2 separate regions of the Zea mays genome follow, and region 2 is linked to region 1. A link is a contact called in public Hi-C data. All regions are on one chromosome and are shown on one strand. The core of a region is the stretch at or near the end of the contact, and the rest is flanking DNA. Distances in the headings are between cores, read along the strand shown. Region 1 holds the start of LOC100284595 (protein alx). Region 2 has its middle 43 kb from the start of LOC100191898.

What was found. A called contact is a pair of places that touch in the nucleus more often than the background predicts.
Region 2: a contact with region 1 is called in a Hi-C map of tassel, with 2.4 times the contacts expected there. The contact joins the enhancer-like site here to the promoter of LOC100284595 in region 1. A contact is called at or near these places in 4 of 25 Hi-C or Micro-C datasets (endosperm, leaf and tassel).

Annotation. Positions count from the first base shown.
Region 1 is chr6:37,090,504-37,093,055 of Zm-B73-REFERENCE-NAM-5.0, forward strand. It overlaps LOC100284595 (protein alx), which reads left to right and starts at 1,275. Exons shown (of 13, transcript NM_001157490.2): 1 at 1,275-1,625; 2 at 1,948-2,060; 3 at 2,147-2,223. The coding sequence starts at 1,385. LOC100383605 (Transcription factor IIIA) reads right to left here and starts at 1,121. Exons shown (of 9, transcript NM_001362095.1): 1 at 990-1,121; 2 at 748-898; 3 at 494-637; 4 at 83-214.
Region 2 is chr6:37,409,160-37,411,711 of Zm-B73-REFERENCE-NAM-5.0, forward strand. No RefSeq gene overlaps it. Among protein-coding and RNA genes, the nearest start is that of LOC100191898, 43 kb to the right of the region's middle. Within about 2 kb of position 1,277, at least 17 of the 20 cell types and tissues checked have an H3K27ac peak or open chromatin away from gene starts, as enhancers often do. A contact at or near this core is called in endosperm, leaf and tassel, where this site is marked.

The DNA of each region.
Region 1 (2,552 bases), core at 25-2,524:
AGACCTTTAGCATATGTCATGTGACAGGAACATAATAACAAAAAAAGCAGCAAGCAGCTCAGAATAGCTCAGAACACACAACCTGAAGAATAGCGTGAATGAAGGAACTCTTGATGGAGCTTCTCAGGAGGGTCTCCCCATCCTGGTACTAGTCCGTTCAAGGCCTTCTCGCATTTTGGAGTTCTTTGAGATCCAATGCTTCACACATCTGTATCTGAACAAACAGACTGCAAAAGTCAGCATAATTAATAATAACATACAATGGACTAAAGAAAGACCATGAGGTATACAGAGTCATCCATCGAACCAATTGTTATTATAACAGGGTTGTAGCAACCACACCAAAAGAGTCAAACCAGCATGTATCTCGCTTTCGGCCTTTTCTCACACAATAAACATTAAGCGGATAGTAACAAACCAGGCGAGCACTAGTAGCCTGAGCATTCACTGAGCAATATACCAAAAAACCCAACATAAGCAGCCAGATCAGTACCTCGAGCGAATGGCTCTGCATATGTTGCTTCAGATGCGCCTGCTTCTTGAAGCTCATCCCGCACTGTTCGCACGCACGGCTGATCTCTTTGCGCGGACCAGCATCTCCACCTTCCCAGTAACCCCCCAAAGCATCCACCTCATCCTACACACACCCCATAAGTGTTACCCCTGTAGAACAATACAAAGGAGAACGCGCGCAAATCTGAAGTCTGAACCAAGCGGCGGCGAGCAAGCGAGCAGCACAGCTGGTACCTTGTGGTGCTCAAGCACGTGGGCGCGGAGCAAGCACTTCTTGGACCGGACCACGTCGCAGAACCCGCACTTGTAGCACCTTATATACCTCAGAGGCGGCGCTGTGGTCGCCCCGCCGCCGCTCTCTGTGCCTTCCCCCATCTGAGTCTGACTAACCCCAAAACCACAGCGAAATAAACGAGAAATTGAGACGGGATTCCCAGAATTAGCACCACACGCAACACCAATCGGAGGAAACTGACCTCGAATCGCGGAGGGAGCCGCGGGATCTGCAGGATCGCCCGCCGCCGCCGTGGAGAGAGGTAGCCGCCGCGCAGGAGAGAAACCCTCGACTCGTGAGTCGCCAAGCGTTAGTGGGAGAACAAGCCAAAAACAACCACTGGGAGATGGGCCTGATGAGCATCAGGCCCACCTGGCAAGGGGAGAGCCTTCCCGGGTTCGGGGTCCTAAACGGGTTACGGGTCCCGCTGCGGGTGGCGCACGTGCGCTCCGTTTGGGTGGGGTGGGCTGCCTACCGCTATACGCCTGTACCGCAGCCGGTGTGGCTGACGCTGAAGTGTGCTCCGCTCCGCCTCCGCCCGCGGCCGTACGCTCCCGAGCTCCACCCGTCGCGCCCCGACCGAGATCGTCCCCGGCGATGGCTTCCGCGGTGGCCGCTTCGACCGCTACGCGGTTCCTGCCGCGGCTTCCGGACCCGTGGTGGACGCGTCGTGCGCGAGCGGCGCTCCCGCCGCCGCCGCTCACGTGGCGGCCTCTCCCGTTCACGGTGTCCGCCGCGTCGTCCCGCCCTGGGGAAGCGGAAGGAGGACGGCGCGGGAGGATGCGGAGGCGGCGCGCCAGGAGGGCGGAACAGGAGGAAGGCGTCTCGCTAAGCTCTGGTGAGTACGACGCTCGGCTCCACCCCACCGCCGTCTAGCTTCTTACCGCCCAATTCCTTCCTTCGGCTCCTGCGAGCCAGCCAGCCTTGGGCGCAATAGCTTGGTTGCAACATCAAGCCATGCGCACAATTGTTTGGTTGCAACATCAAGCCATGGGCGCCATAGTTCGGCTGCAACATCAGAAATGCGCAATAACTCAGTGACGCATTTTGAAATCAAGTTCCTCAGAAGGGGACTCCCATGCTATCTGCTGAATTCATTTTTGATGGTTTCGTGAGATTTCTTGTCCCTCTCTGATACCTCGCGTTGGATATGTATGCAGAAAAGGAGACGGTAAATTCTACTCCACGTGCTCAACCCAAAAAGGGTGCAGAACCCGTAGCGGTGTCCAGCACGAGTGGGAAAGGCTCTGCCATTAGAAGGGTGACACTTGTGGTCAGTTTTTTCTATCTATCTACCATTTTGTTGATTCAGCTTAGAGTTACTTCTACACATGGAGCTAATACATTGGGTTTGTTCAGATTCTTGCTGCCGTGCTTTTTGGAGTTAGCATTGCCTTGAAGGACGGGGCCGAGAAGGCATCGGAGTATTTTGCTGGGTGTGTGCTATGCAGATCCCGTTGTATTTAGCATTGGCACTTTTTTACAAAATAGTTATAAGTTTGGCTGCCTTTTCTATTAGAATAGGATTTCTAGGATTACATATGAATAACAGCACATTTGAGAAGGACACAGCAATGCACATTAGCTTTGTTGTTTCGTGCATGTTAGTTTGGTTGCATTGCTGCTACCAATCAGCTCCGTAAAATAATTGAGCAGCACCTTCCATTGATCTTGAGGCCCTCGGGATCCAACACCATCTTCTGGATCACCTTGTCAACTCATGTTCGGAAGAAGAAGTTTGGGATACCATCAAGCAGATGCCCTC
Region 2 (2,552 bases), core at 27-2,526, 320 kb after region 1:
TGTAAAGTACAATGATAGATAATCACACGGGGGTGAATGTTTGTACAAGCTTAAAAAAATATACCACCTCCTCCTAATTATAAAACCAATTCAATACATTTCTCTAAATTCGGACAGAACACTATATTATTAGTAGAAACGATACTAACCAAAATCCACAATCCTACTACTTGAAATTCCAACAAATCATACTAGACAAAATTACACAACTAACCCAACTAAAATCACATCAATCGACTTTCCGGACCTGGAGATATTATCGAAATAATACTGCTAATACAGACTAAAACTAATCAGGCCCTAAAAACGTAATCAGCCAAGAACCATAATAAGAGATTAATTATCCAAACTTTACAGGTCACAAATTTGATGCCTTAGAAATGATCCAGGTGATTCAAATCAACAGTAACAATTGAGATTCACAAATCAATCTAGAATCAAAACTAAGCATGCAATTAATAAATAGAGAGAGAGAACGAGATTACCACACTAATCTTGTATAAACATCACTTTAATCAACAAAGTTATATATACAAAAGTTACCTCCAAAAGTACCAGATAATTCTCCCTTAAGGGCTAGTTTGGAAATCACATTTTTCTATGGGATTTTCGTTTTTTCAAGGGAAATTAGTTTATTTTCACTTAGGGGGCGTTTGGATCCCTTCATTTTAAAGGAATTGGAATTCACTCAATAAAGTAACTTATTTAGTTTGGAATTTGGCATTCCACCACTTTCTAAAGTTCAGATATAAGCCTATCTCAAATTCATAGGGTGGAGGATAGGAAATGATTTTATGCATGAGTAGAATTTGTTTCTACACAGTAACTTACATGACACTTTTCGTTCCACTCCTCTATAGTAAAAATGTGGCATATAAATATCTAGTACATCTTGCTAATAATAGTATACAAATATATTTTATATAAAAACGAATTAGCTTAATTAATATATGTCTAAATTACTATTATTAGAATGGAATTCAATTCCAGTGTTCCAAACGGGGCGTTAGAAAAATAGAAACCTCTTAGGAAAATAGAGTTTTCAAACTAGCGCTAAAATCTCCAAAAGCTATAGATTAACCTACCTGTTTTGGATCTAATCTATTGTTAATCTCTCTCCGAATCTCGTCTCGAAAACACCGAAATTAGTTTTCCTTGGCTGGCCTGATCAGCCTCTTGGGTCGTGCCGCAACTACCCGCCTTGGGCCTGCGTCGGCTGGGCCTTGCCACCCTTGGCCGCCTTGTGGGCCACCGAAGCCAGCCATGGCCTGCCTTGGGCAGCGCCAGCTAGTTGGGCCTGGGCTGGCCGCTGCTGCCTGGCCACTGCCGTTGCAGCCTGGCCACTGCTGTGCCGACCAGGCATGGCCGGCCAACAGCCTTATCTCTTTTTCCCCCCTTTCTCTCTTTTCTTCATTTTTTTCCTTTTATAAAATTTATTTATGCCTCAACCCACATAATCGCTATATATATATATATATATGCAATGATGCTTAATCTGAAACATCCCGCTCAGCAGTCTTCGATAAAAACACCTTAGGTGCCGTTTGATTCGCGAAATGTAACGTAGATGATAATGGTAACAATTCACACTTAAATATCGGCGGTAACAAATTTAAATAAGGCGGTATCTATTTGTAGTGTGGTATCAATTACGATTTGACTTAAACAAACATGATTTAATGTTATCAATTACCCATTACGTTACCAGTAAGTGAACCAAACAGCACCTTAGTTACTCATTGAACTTAGTCACGTTACCGCGATTCCTCCCGAAATTAGTCACCAAAACTAGTTTCCCTCGTTGCTAGCCAATTTTGCCTCAACCAGCACGACTTGACTTATCATCGATCTTACTTTGATCTCAAGCAAAGCTGACAACTGTTGCTGCTGCTGGTATACGTGGTACTACCTTATCAAACAAACAAACAAACAAGCTAAGCAAGCAAGATCTGTTTGTTGTTGCTGGTACGTGTACGTTACATAATAATTCTGTCATATCTCTCTCTTATCAGCATGGATTCTAGAATTGATTAAGAGTGTATACTGTTTGGTTTAGCTTTTGGCTTTGGATTTTACCCTCTAAAAGCTAAAAACCAAACCAAAGATCTGAATAAAAAAGCAGTTTTTTTTCTAAAAGCCGATTTTCTCGTAGTGTAAAATTGAAAGTACCTCTAGACCTGCTTTTAACAGCTTTTAGATGGAACTGTAAAAATATATATAGAAAAAAATTATTTTCTTTTAGTGATTTTCACCAAACAATTTTAAATTTTTAGCAGTTCACAGTACACAACAGCTTTTTGAGAGCTCACAACAACTTTTTCCATCTGCACAGCCTAACTCGTCATATTAATTTAGTTTCTCCGTATGAAGAAGTGGTATTTTTTTCTAGAGCCTGACCTGAAACAATAAGCCCTGATGAATATACATGCATGCATAAGTAAGCTTGGACAGTTTTACTAAAATATATACTGTATATATAGTGTAACATACCTAGCTAGCTAGATTCTCTTGCAGTGACACGTACAGCTGACAAAAAGCTTCTCAAGTAAAAC